Regions from separate parts of the Mus musculus genome. Here region 2 is linked to region 1. Evidence: chromatin contacts called from public Hi-C data. All regions are on one chromosome and are shown on one strand. Each heading gives the region's core, a stretch centred on a gene start, on an enhancer-like site or on the middle of the called end of the contact. The rest is flanking DNA. Distances are from core to core; before and after follow the strand shown. Region 1 has its middle 34 kb from the start of Stmn4. Region 2 overlaps Dpysl2 (dihydropyrimidinase-like 2).

Evidence for each region. A called contact is a pair of places that touch in the nucleus more often than the background predicts.
Region 2: a contact with region 1 is called in a Hi-C map of bone marrow-derived macrophages, with 24 read pairs. The contact joins two enhancer-like sites. A contact is called at or near these places in 1 of 39 promoter capture datasets (embryonic stem cells), 7 of 15 datasets of contacts at CTCF or cohesin (CD8 T cells, the G1E-ER4 cell line, embryonic stem cells and 4 more), 102 of 484 Hi-C or Micro-C datasets (the AML12 cell line, the AtT-20 cell line, B cells and 57 more), 21 of 115 datasets of contacts at active chromatin or transcription factors (SST interneurons, astrocytes, a beta-TC-6 cell line and 15 more) and 5 of 9 other capture datasets (adipose tissue, embryonic stem cells, embryonic tail and 2 more).

Annotation. Positions count from the first base shown.
Region 1 is chr14:66,375,039-66,381,953 of GRCm38.p6, reverse strand. No RefSeq gene overlaps it. Among named protein-coding and RNA genes, the nearest start is that of Stmn4, 34 kb to the right of the region's middle. Within about 2 kb of position 1,908, at least 26 of the 459 cell types and tissues checked have an H3K27ac peak or open chromatin away from gene starts, as enhancers often do. A contact at or near this core is called in bone marrow-derived macrophages, where this site is marked.
Region 2 is chr14:66,800,748-66,807,230 of GRCm38.p6, reverse strand. Dpysl2 (dihydropyrimidinase-like 2) reads left to right here. Exons shown (of 14, transcript NM_001378767.1): 13 at 151-316; 14 at 1,795-4,367. The coding sequence ends at 1,886. Among named protein-coding and RNA genes, the nearest start is that of Gm5464, 65 kb to the left of the region's middle. Within about 2 kb of position 1,605, at least 36 of the 459 cell types and tissues checked have an H3K27ac peak or open chromatin away from gene starts, as enhancers often do. A contact at or near this core is called in bone marrow-derived macrophages, where this site is marked.

The DNA.
Region 1 (6,915 bases), core at 659-3,158:
TTTTAAAAACTGTTAATTCCCTAGATGGTACGGGAAGTAAAGGAAGTTTTGGTCAGCCCAGGTGTGAACACCAAGAAAATTAGGGAAAGAGAAACAAAGAAAATGGAGGAGGGGGGAAAAAAAAACAGGAATATGCCCGCATGCGCGTCACAAAAAGCCAGGAGCTTCGTGCTGGGATTTTTTTTGTTTTGTTTTTTCGAGACAGGGTTTGCCCTGGCTGTTCTGGAACTCACTTTGTAGACCAGGCTGGCCTCAAACTCAGAAACCCGCCTGCCTTTGCCTTTGTAAAGGTGTGCGCCACCACGCCAGGCGCACTCGGATCTTCTAAGGAAGCACCCTTATCAGCCACTTTCCAGGAGCAATGGCGGCTGCCAAAGAAAGCAGTAGCTCTGCTGCTCAAGGGAGCCAATGTCTGCCTAAAGCCAGGCGGTGACCAGAAGGGAGTGTCTGGATTAAATCGAGAAAGCCGGTAGTCATTTGGGAAACAGCAGCTGTGTGCTTAACTCTTAGCTGGAAAACCTGGAAGGGCTTAGAAGGGTGATGACTCCTGGGAACTTAAGAAAAGAGGACTGGAGAGACTCCACCGCTTGACTAGGTAGGCACTGTGTACTCAGAGGCCATGGCTGTACTCAGATGCCTGAGCTAGAACAGGGTCACTCACTGCCAGCAAAACGTTTTGGTAGAAGGAAGGAGAAAACTAAGCCTACAAAGAAAGAACTTTCTTTTCCCGGAGACCACAGGAACTAGCAATCCCAACCTGGGACCAGAAAGCAGAGCAAACAGAAATAGGTAACAGATGTCGTGATTTATTTAATCAATATTTAACTGCCGGTAACAGCAGGAACTGAGTGTCTTCTACAGAAAGAGCCATGTGAGCAGCTCAATGATTAGGGATTGAGATGAAAGACCCAGATGTCTTCCTGATTCGTGTTGGGAGTTGTTTGTATAAAATCTGAAAGCTACATGCAAAGGACCCATTCTCAACCTGTGGGTCAGGACCCCTTGATGGTAGAACAACCGTTTCACAAGGCACCTAAGCCCATCTGCATATCAGATATTTACACTATGATTCATAACTGTAGCAAAATTACAGTTATGAAGTAGCAATGAGATATTTTTATGGTGGGGAGTCACTTACAGCACGAACTGTATTAAGGGGGTAGCAGCATTAGCAAGGTTGAGGTGCGGTGATCTAAAGGAATATACATGTTACAAAACAAAAAGCAAGTGTTGTCCTACTGACTAACAAGTCAGATAAACTTGGAATAGCTGAATATGGAGGTCATTGATTTTCATGTAGGTTGTTAATTAAAGCCGTTAATTTGATCCACTAAGTATTTAAAAGAGCAGCTCATTGATTATCAGTGAAATCTAAGACAAACTGTCATGGGTAATGAAAAGATCCTAAGTAGACGGCAATTGCCAGCTTTTAAAATAACTGGAGGTTTGATCGAAAGGAACCCATGAGTGTAAAATTGACTGAAGGGGTTTTTAAAAAATATGAATAAATGCCAATACAAGTTCAGCCCACACAACAGAAGCGGGACAAGTTGGTAACGGAGTAAACGCTTGGAACAACAGCAGGCAGTGTTTATTGTCAATTTGACAGTCTAAAGTCACCTGGAAGATGGGCGTGCTATGGAGATTATCTTTATTGCATGGGGCAGGAAGACACGCCCACAGGGGGTGGGGCCATTCTCTGACTGAAATCTGAGACTGTAAGCAAGGAAGAAGTGTGCTGAGCAGTGGCACCTATGCCTTCGGTCCTTCCCCTCTGCTTTGGACTATGACTACTAATGTGACTATCAAACTCAAGTTCCGGCCTTCCAGACTTCCCTGCAGTGATAGGCCACGATCTGGAGGTGAGGGCTAAAACAGACCCTACTTCCTTAAACTGCTTTGCTGGGGTATTTTATCACAGCAACGGGAAAGGGAACTAACACAAATGGTAAATAGAACAGTGGCTGTTGTGGAAGACCGTAGGGGTTGGCCAGAGCCAGGGACCCTCCCCTTTTGACTAATTATGTACCTCCCATGGAAGAAACAAGCTGATCCTCTCCTCCTAGGTCTCCTCCTCCTCTTCTTCCTCCTCCTCTTCCTCTTCCTCCTCCTCCTCCTCTTCCTCTCCCTCCTCCTCCTCTTCCTCTTCCCTCTTCCTCTTCCTCCTCCTCCTCTTCCCTCTTCCTCTTCCTCTTCCTCCTCCTCCTCTTCCTCCTCCTTATTTCTTTTGAGGATAATTTGATTCTTGTACAAATATTGCTGCCTTTGTTTGACTTTGGATTTGGACAAACCTAGAGTCAAAAAATGTCCCCTTATTTATACTTTACAAGTTGTCCCATATGAGGCAAGGCACCTCCAGCCTTCATCTCTTCTTGGTAAAATGGGGCTGGTAAAACCCATCTAGTGGGCTTTAAGGCTTAAACTTAATCAAGGATTCAATAAATAGCAAAGTGACTGACAAGGAGCTGGACACTTGGTTACTGTTGCCTGTCTTTTAAATGTTCCTGCTCCTCTCATGGTCCCCTAGCAATAAAATCCAGTGGCCTTCCGGAGTGTAAAGAGGGGTAAGTCACAGGAAACGCCTTCAACATTTGGAGTGGGTCTAAAACATTATCAGCCTAGCCAAGAGTGTCAACTGGTGCATTCCTAAAGCTGTTGGCAGCCACTGCCCTAGTGGACTAGGGCAATTGTTCTTTCCACAGTTTGAGAGGACCAGACCTCCCTTTTCACAATGAAGTGCAGGGAGGGTGACTCCCCTCCCCCACCCGAGAGGCAGTATGTGTGAGCAAATTCTCAGTCCTTTTTTTTGTTGTTGTTTTTAAAAATCTCTTTTAATAAGTTCTGTTTTATGATCAATCACAAGTAGGTTATTCATGGGAGAGGAGGTGCCTCTCTGGGGAAAATACACTAGCAGAAGATTGAATTTAAAGCATCAGAAACGATGTGACAAGATGTAAAATAATACTATGCTAACCTACAAATGACTTATTAATGCTGTGGGCCATGTCTGGGGCGTGGCCTCATTTACCCAATAAAATTTATGGATGGATAAAGACATTAACAATGAATAATTTCAGTCTGTGGTATCCATGGATACATAGCTCAATTGGAAACCATTTCTTAGGAGTTCATAGGCAGCCATTAATAACCATTGAGTCTTGGCCACACAGCCTTTGACAGGCTAGCTTATCAGAGCTCCACGCCTTGCTGGAGAGACTTATGTGAGCGCAAGGCTACAAGGAAACCTACACTTAATGAATGTCTATTAACGTCTTGAGGAGAAGATGAGGAGTGATTAGCTGAGAGAGTTAATGAATTGTCTGTTTAAGTGGGTTTACGAGGCAAATGAGCGTGTGGAGGTGAAATAGGACATCCAAAGACGTTCTGGCTCAAGTACACTGTGAACCTCTAAAGCATGAGCATGCAATATTTCCCGAGCTTGTCAGATGAATGGAGCCTTTCTTCTCAGAGAATTTTAATGAAAACCACATTGAGAAATGTGGGGAATGGAGATAAAACATACAGAAAATGTAAACAAGTCAGATAAATATGGTGCACTTGTGTGCATGCATACAAATTGTGTGTGTGTGTGTGTGTGTGTGTGTGTGTGTTTCTCTCAACAGGATACTTTTATCCCATAAATAACAACAGCAGCAGAATAGCTTCCTAAGCAGGCTGCACCATACAGCATTTGCATGACCTCAGTTTGCCTGCCATTACCATCAAAGGAAGAAGCAATCCGATAGCTCATTGGCATCAGCTCTTGCAAAGCTATAAACATCCCAAGACCCCTCGTCACCATGGCAACCTTATCCCTAATTACCAACTGTAACAGCTATGGTTGCAGTCGCCTCTTTTGTGCAAATTTGTCCTGGAGAATTCTGGGCGGTTCCCGTAGTAGAAACAGTACGAACGCCACCTGCTGGTCATATTCCTGTACTGCGCTAGCTCCCTGTGATCTCTGGGGTCCAAAGTCAAAGCCAAGAAAATAAAGCAAGATGAACAATCATCAACTCCAGAAAAGGGGTTCAGGGAGTGGGGGAGGTTTGGGGGAACGAGGGGTCACGAGGGAAAGTGACTGTGTGTAATTTTTACAAAAATAAACTTCCGTTCTTATCTTAATAAAAGTAAGGGTCCTGGAAACAGTGACAAATCTTCAAAGCATGATAGAAAGCTGAGATGGGAACATAAAAATTTGAATGTGAAAACACATGTGTTTGATATTAAGAAATGTATTGGAGTCCGTGTGAACTCCTAGCAGAGACCTGCTTTAAGTGCATTAAATACTGTCAACTTGCTTTAAGATGGCAGTGTAGAAGCTGGGGAGACCCTCACCTGCAACCCCTGCACTTGAGAGGCTGAGACAGGGAGGAACTGGCATTGAAAGCCACCTGATGAGTGAGATGCAGATAAGCCTGTGAGATGTAGCAAGACCCTACTGCATAAACTTAAATGGCAAAATGTGTCTAGAAAACTGCTAAGTGTGATTATCAGATATGAAGATACACCAGACTGTCACAGACCAGCTTAGGGAAATTAAAAATCGGAGCCCTGGGGTGGTGGGGAGGAATGCCCATAAATTCCCCTGGATGCTTATTCGCTTAGGATAAAGTCCTATCATCTATCGAAAAATGATACTATTAACATATGTTCTCTTTATTTTGTTATTATTCTTTCTCCTGTTTCCTCTGTAGTAAAAACATTTCTGAATTTGTATTACACAATGGTTAAAATTGGTTTTTTCTATGTTGATTCCTATGCATGTCAGAATTCTGATGTGCAGCATTCTCTAATGTCAGTATTTCTGTGTTTCTTTCTTCCTCCTCTCAGCCCACATTGTGTCTTAGTTCTTGTTACCCTTGTCTTTGATTTGCTTCATGGCTTCTTGAATTTCCACCGCAGAATCTATTGACATTGGTTTTCTTTTCCTTTTATATGAAAATTACCATTTCTCTCAGAGTAGCCCACCTGCCTGTGCAACTAAGTGTAATGAGAGCCATTATTTGGTGCTTTGATCTTTTTTCACGATTCTTATTGGTTTGGGCGGGGGGGGGGGGGGTTGGGGTTTAGAGGGACAAGGTCTCAGTCTGTCCCCGTGGCTGACCTAGAACTTGTGAACCTCTGCCCCAGTCTTCTGGATGCTGAGATCACAAAGGCACATGGCTGCCTTAGGCTTCTGAGATCACATACACACACACACACACACACACACACACACACGGGGGGGGGGGGGAGTGGGGAGTTAGCAGGCCTCTGTGCAGGTTTTTCCCGTGTGTTTACACATCTTTGAACACAAATAGTTTCTGTGCCCCGAGGTGGAAAATTCTCCTTTAACCCTTTCAGTGCCCTAGAATGTCTGAAGAACCATCGGCTCCAAGACATACAACAGCGATGCGCTCCGCCACCCAGTGATGCACACAGCCTAGGTGACAGAAAGTGCAAGGGGAACACCCACAAGGAAAAAAGAACCCTAGAGTAACCCCAGAGGCAAATCCTCCTGATCCATCCACTGTGTGCCTCAGCAACATTTCCTCCCACAGATCCTGTGCTGGTTTTAAAGGTTGGTGTCCCCAGAGGGCTGCCTGAGGCCTTTCCCTTGTTTATGGTGTGTTGTTTGGTTTGTTTCATTTGTTACTATAACTCCAGGAGGTTTGACCTTTCTTAAAATGAGAGCACTCAGGCCAATCATTCAGTCCCAGTGAAGCTGAGCTCCAGTAGGGAAAAGGCCACAGCCCTTGAAGTTTCTCGTGGGAAGGAGATAGGGCCTTTATTTGCCTTTTTCATTAGTTTGACTATATTTTATCTGTTTGTTGTTTTGTTTTGTTTTGTTTTGTTAGTATACGAAGTGATTGGTCTCACTATGGGATCCTCAGACATACTTTGATGTGTGAATCCTTGTCCCTGTCTCCTCCCCTGCCCCATTTCCCACCCCCTCCTCCACACTCTCACCCCTTCTCTGACTCCCTTACTCCCTCCTCCTCCTCCCCCATCTCTCTCTCCTCTCCACCTCCTTCTCAGTCCCCTCATCTTTCATGTCTTGTTCTGTAATCCTCTTTCTTCCTCTTCTCTCAACCTCCCTTAATATCTTTTCCCCTCTCGTGGGTCCCATTCTAGTTCCATGACCCATACACACACCCTTACGCTGAGACACACACATAAAAATGATGAGAGAAAGCATGCAATCTTTGGTTCTCTGGGTCTGCGATGTTCCTCTGCTTACGATAATAATTTATAGCTTCATCCATTTCCAGCAAGTGCCATGCTTTTGCCTTTCTTTAAGACCTAATAAAATTCCATTATGTATGAACCATATTTTCATCATCTGCTCCTCTCCTGATGGGCGTCTAGGCTGGCTCTATGTCCTGACTATTTTAAACAGGACAGTGGTGAACACAAATGAGCCTGCATCTCTGGAAGAACTTAGAGTCCTCCTGATGCTGCTGCTTGGGACCCTGGAATCTACCAGAAAGGTCTGTTGGAACCATTTGACCTGCCCTAGCCTCGGGAAGATAAGAAAGACAAGTGGAGCAACTGCCACCAAGCTCTTGGCTGACCATGATGACTGTCCGAGTCAGCATACAAATACAACTCTCAACAGAACAAGAGATAGTTCATTCTGGAGCCAAATGTGAGTGATCACAGCCCCAGGTACAGAGATGTGGGAGACCTCAAATTCAATATTCCAATGTGGTAAGAGCTTTATGAAGTTTTAAGGTATCAGGACTGTGAAAGTCGCATATTGAGGTACTTTTCGAACACATTGGTGGAAACATTAGGTGGATGGGTTAACGCAACGCAGGCATGTCTTTGGTGGTCTGAAGTTAGTATATTTGGGGTACTGGAGAGATGGCTCAGTGGTTAAGAGCACTGACTGCTCTTCCAGAGGTCCTGAGTTCAATTCCTAGCACACACGTG
Region 2 (6,483 bases), core at 356-2,855, 430 kb before region 1:
CATCTTTCTCTGTTGTACCTGTCTATAATGGGGGCCATATCCCCACACATCATAGTCCTGTCTCGGCTACCTCTCCGTGACACTGAGAAGGTACAGGGAAGATGTCCTCTGTGAATGTGACATAGGCTGTGGGGTGATTGTGTGTTTCAGCTGGCTGAGCTGAGAGGGGTCCCTCGTGGCCTGTATGACGGACCGGTATGCGAGGTGTCTGTGACGCCCAAGACGGTGACTCCAGCCTCATCAGCTAAGACATCCCCTGCCAAGCAGCAGGCACCACCTGTTCGGAACCTGCACCAGTCTGGATTCAGCTTGTCTGGTAAGGCCAGGGGGTGGGCCGTTCCGGGTAGGTTCCGCAAGCTCTGTGGAGCCAGCCGGAGGCTTTTGGCTCCACTGCTGCGGAAACCGAAAGGCTGTAAATGGCAGCTGGGTTTCAGAATCTTCAGATCGGTTTTTGTGCCATGCCATGCTGAGACACCCACCCTGTGAGTGAAGGGCCGTTTCCTCATCTGTCATGTCCGTTGTTAAAGAATGTGGAACTGGGAGTTTCAGCAGTCTCACCTTGCTCAGGCCTTCCGTGTGATGAGTCGCAGCAAGGTTCCCTGTGGAGTTGCTGTGACATCCACTGCTACACCCTCAGTGGTGAAACGTAGATTTCTGTCTTGGAAACATCCTGCCCCTCTTTCTTTTGGCCCACAACAGGGCCTTTCCTCTCTCCCCCGGTGCCTTGAACTTAGACAGCGTAGTTCATTACATAGACTTTCCTTTTCTTGTCCCATCTGCTGGATTTTATGAAGTGCCATCTGTGCCCATGAGGAATGAGGAACACTTCAGGGTGTTTTGGTTTAGGAGACAGACCCTTAAGCCCTGTTGTCCTAAAGTGTGAGATCAGTCACAATGCGTATTCCCATATCATTCGCATAGACAGCACAGGTTGCCAGTCTGTTGTGTAAAAGAAATGATTGGGACTGGAAGCTAGTTTGCCTCTTTAAAAATTGGAAAAATATGTAGATATTGAACCATGTTGTGACTAAGACCAAAGTCCAAGCACAAAGTGTGGGCAGGGACAAATGGCTCAGCAGTTAAGAATGAGCTCACATCGTGTTGGGGACCCAAGTTTGCTCCTAACACCCATGTCTGGTGGCTTACAACCATTTAGAATTCTAGCTCCAGAGAAGCCAGCGCCCTCTTCTGGCCTCCTCAGGCACTGCACTTACGTGTATAGCCCTCCTTCTCCACATACACAGATACACATAAATTAAAAGTAAAAATAAAATATTAAAAACCAAAATGCAATACTTCTATGTTTCATATACATATAACCCAGTCATGAAAGGGATTTGAGACAGTATTTTTAATTACATCAAGTTCCACTACAGTTAGTCACATCAGGTCAAGTGTGGAATTTTCCACTGGTCACATCCTGTCAACCCTCAAATAGGTGTAGAGTTTAGAGCATTCTGGGTCTGGGAGCTTCAGATTCAGGTTCTTTATCTGAACCATCCATTCCTCCTGCGTGAGAGGCGTGGGTCAAAAGAGCCATACTCTCTAGTACCTTGCATCGAGTCTAGACTTCCCCAGGGAGAGGAAGTCACTTGTAGGCTGAAGGCAGGCCCTCCTACTTCCTGTAGTTTGAACTTCCTGTAGTTAGTGAGGTTTGGAGAAAGAGGTCGGGACATGTGTGCTTGGTTCAGCTTTTTTCCCCCCAGGATTGTTCCTGGGCATACCACAGGAGTCTGGTTTTATTTCTAAAGACCCTCACGCTCACTCGTTTCTTGTCTCTTCTTTCTTCTCTAGGTGCTCAGATTGACGACAACATTCCCCGCCGCACCACCCAGCGCATCGTGGCACCCCCTGGTGGCCGTGCCAACATCACCAGCCTGGGCTAAAGCCCCTAGGCCTGCAGGCCACTTGGGGATGGGGGATGGGACACCTGAGGACATTCTGAGACTTCCTTTCTTCCATTTTTTTTTTTTTTAAAGAGCCTGTGATAGTTGCTGTGGGCAGCCAGTTCCTGGGGCTTCCTCTTGGGCCCCCTGCACTCGGTCTCCCCTGGAGTTTCTGAATTCTCTCACCCAAGTCCCTACACAGTCATGAACACCACACCCAAGCCTAGCCATCCACCCCACACGGAGCTGCATCCAACATGCAGACATGCGCCACCAAGCAGATCCCAGCAAGGGTGCCCCAGTCACATCCTTGGCCATGCAGTTAGCACCTTCCTGTCATGGGGAAGATATAGTGAATTGCCCTGAGCTGCCTTCTTTTCTTTTTAAAAATTTTTAAATAAGGTTTTCTTTGTGGGACTGGGGAGGGGTGGGGAGGGTGGGAGAGATTTTTTTTTTTTTTAATACTAAATTGAAAGCCTGATTCAATATTAATCCTCGGGTCTTGAACTGGACATCCTAATGATGCAATTATGTAACCATTAAGCTGATTCCGAGGCTGGCAGGCTAGGGCCGCCCCTCTGGAAAGGTTCCATGTGTCTCCATCCCCATCCCTTACTCTTCGGGTCAGCTGTTGAGAAGAGGCGGGTTTTCTTCATTGGCCTAGATTTTGCGGCAGATTAGACCTTTTGAAGGTTCTCCACCATTTTCGTACGTCTCCTGTCCTGGTTTTTTCTTCTGCACTCTTGGAGAGATTTAGATGTTGGTCTCCTGGTTTGTGTTTCTCCGAGACAATGCTCTTTTTTTTTTTTTTTTTTTTTTTTTTTTTTTTTCCTCTTAACTCTGTCTGCTCTTAAAGCCAGGCAACCCAGTTTGGTCTCAGGCATAGCCTGAGCAGATCTTAGTTTTGCCCCCACCACCATAGTTTTGTGCTATCCTAGTTTCTGTTAAGATTGGTGCTATCCAATTCCCATCACTAGGAGGTGGCTGAGCTTGAGGCTTGCCAGACACAGGAATGGCCCCGATTATGTCACCAATATTGTCACATGTGGGCCAAGAATAGAGTCACATGTGGTGGAAAGATGAGGAGTTAGGCTGTAGAAGTGACAGTTTCCAGTCAAATCTGTAAACCCAGCCCCCAAGCTGAGACCAGTCTCCCTGTGGCGGAGCCAGCCAAGATGGGGCCATTCTCTCTGTGGAGGAGCCCCTTCCAGCCTTTGTCAGGAAGTGTCTTTGGGGATTCTAGAATGTTGGGACTTCTCAGTGTGTGTGTTGTGGTGGGGGAACTTTTTTTTTTTTTCTGTACAGTTTTTTTTTTTTTTTTTTTTCTCAAAAGGTCTAACATGGTGGTGGAAGGTAGAAATCTTTGGGATACTTAGACTTCAAGTCTTTTACAAGAGGGACAACCCTATTTTGGGAAACAATATCTCATGGGAAGAAAACTGTACACACTGAACGCATAGCCCGCTTAGAGATCACATCGCCTCTTAGAGACCATGTCACCTCCTATCTGTCACCCTTCCTCTTCCTGTCACAGTGACAGGTCTTCACTAGCTGGCTTCTTTCTGTACTTGCTGACTTCTGTCATATTTCTTTCCAGATGTGTTTACAGGTCCCTGTAAGCAGTGTTAGGTCCATAGGCTTTTATGACTCCAGTCTGCAAGCAGTGTTAGGTTGACCTCATAGGCTTTTATGATTCCAGTCTGCTGGTATGAAGCAGAGCATCAAAAAAAATTCGTGATTCCTTGAGTGTCCACACGTTTTGTCTTTGGGGGTTAAGGGTTGGGATTTTGGGTTTGTTGTTAATTTTGTTGTTTTAAAGGTAAATTGCACTTTTAAAAATTGGTTGACTTAATATATTTGCTCTTTTTTTTTTTTTACCTGCACTTAGAGAGGAAATTTGAACACCAGAAACCACTTTTTTTTTCTCCCTGTTTATTTGTTTGGATTCTGAGAAACTTGCAGCTCTTCACCATTTACTCCTGATGTTTCTTGTATGGGGCCGTGGCCCTTTTGGTTGTTTTTGGTCATTTTCTTAAAAACACAACACAACACAATACAACACAACAGTTTTAAACCTGAAGATTTCCGCAGTCCGTGTAAGCATGTTTACCCGTTGGCTCGCTTTCTGTGTCTGTTAAATGAATGTCATATGTAAATGCTAAACTAAGTCAACAGTGTCTCAGAACTGAATAACTGCAGTGACTTGATGCTCTAAATCATTGTAGGATTTACCGCTAGATGGTTTTGAACCCTTGAACCTGTGATTGTGACCCATGAGGGGGGACCTTTCAGTGCTAAAGCTGATCATGTGTGTAGCCAGAAAGGTACTTTTTTTCTTTTAATTTTTGTTTTATTTTTTGTAACCACTGTCTTAATGGCAAAATAATTATGGTAAAATACAAGTCTCGTGTTTATTATTCCTTAAGAAGTCTGTGTTATATTACCACGGAACACCCAATAAAGCAAAATGTGGTTGTTTCAGAGGTGTGTCTGTATTGAGACTCCCACAGTGTGTCGGCCTCTCCTCTGACGTGATGCATGGGGAAGCCCTGGCCTGGCTTAGCCTTGGGCTTGGTCCAGCCCATGAGTGCTCACCCCCATGCTCATCCCAGGTTCCTGTGAGTATCCTGGCTACAGGATGAATTCTCAACCCATGTAGTGCCATTCCTGGGGGATGAGGACCACGGAGGCTGAGGATCATCAGTGTCTTAAAACCCCATCCCGGAAAGGCAGTGAGCATCCCGGAGTGCCAAGCCAAATTTGAACCTGGGGTTCAAGTGGGGCCACAGAAGGCGAGGTGGGGTTTTAGTCGAGGTGCTGGGCTTGCTTCTCATGTGTTTACTCTGGGAAATCTTCTCACTACATGGGTGCAGGGGAGAAAGAGATTGCCTAGAGTGTCCCGACACCTCAGTGGAGGTGCTGTCGAAACCAGGACCAAGGCCTAGGCTTCCATCATCAGCTCAGGATGGAGGATGCTGGTGGGGGTGAGAGTCAGGCTGGGTTTCTGGGTATCAGTTTGCACAGTTCCTTGCTTTGAGTGCTGTTGGTTCTGAATGAAGAAGATGTGTGCTTTGGGCATCTTGTGCCTATCATATGTTAGGGATGGTTTACCCCCACCCCACAACATCCTATCATTATTATCACTATTTATTATTGTCTAAACTGTATATGAGGCAACACACAGAATTACACAGGCCCAGCCTGGTGATTCACAGGGGCAAATGCCAAGCATTCCGGAGGGCGAGGAGAGACTGGGTGACATAATGAGATCATCCCTTAAAAAAGAAAAGAAAAGAAAAGAAAAGAAAAGAAAAGAAAAGAAAAGAAAAAGATGACGTCATCCTTAAGGCAAGAAGACAGGAAAGCAGGAGGCCCCAAGTGGCTTAGACCAAGAGATAGCTGCTTGGATCCTTCACACACTCGGCATGACCTATGATGGCTAGTTACAACATTGAGCCTGGTTAAGGGTGAAATAAAAGAGAGTCTGCTTCCAGAAGGAAAGGCCTGGCTTCTTCTAGGAGCCATAAAGTAGAGTGTGGGGGGTGGCTTTGTGGTCAGGCATGTGGGAAGGGGGAGCATCAACTCTTCTTCAACCACGAGGAACCCACGTGAGAACAATGACGACCTCGCATTCATCCCATCATTCCCCAGACGCCCTCCACACAAAGAAGGGCCTGTGCACCTTGTAACTTTCAAGTCCACAGTCTACTCAACCCCTTGGGGGTCAGGTTTTGCAGGATAGACCCCAGAGAGGCCCATGCAGGCCCTGGGAGGTGGTTCTTCTTGAGCAGGGACTTAAAGCGATCCAGGTATCCCAGCTTGAAGTCCATGCTCTGGATGATAGCATCTCATCAACTGTCGGCCACTCCTCTTGAATGGCAAGAGATAAGCTAGAGGAGGGATTTTCCACCATACCTGAAGGTGGCCCAGGTAGCTGGTGGCATGGTTAAGTCCAGTCAGCCATGTCACTGTTGGTATGCTTTAGTCTAGACACATGCATGAAAGCCCAAAGAGGCCAGAAGGGAAATGCTAGGACATATCTAAGTCATGCCAGCTTGGAGGATGTGCTCAAGCCTCACACTGCCCTGAGCAGAAGGCTCCATCCTCAGGCAAGCAAGGTTCTGTAGCCTGCATTCTCTTAGCAGAGCACAGCTGTCTCTTCTCCCATCAGCTGGCATGGGGATCCACTCCACGACGCTACTGAGCAGGAGTGGATTGAGAAAACCTAGCTCTCAGTATGGGACCTGGCAATGGTCTCTGGGTTCATTCCCCAGCTTTCCTCACTCTTTGGTGAACCACAAGCCAGGAAAGAAGTGTGGATGGAGCAGAGCGGTACAAAGGGACACCAGGAGACTGCCAGCAACAGTGTCCCCCATGTCTTTCCAAAGAACTAAACATCAAGAAATGATTTGTAATCACCCAAGGTCTAGATTGGTAGATTGTAGAAGCTGTTGAAGATTGGAGGAGGTTGTTGGAGATGGCATCCTCTGTTTCCAAACAATCTGTTGGTTAAAGGCACAGGGCTGACAGCTAACATTCATTATGACACACCAGGTGCTGTGCTATGTAAGACCTCTGTGCCCCTTAACTGAGCTCA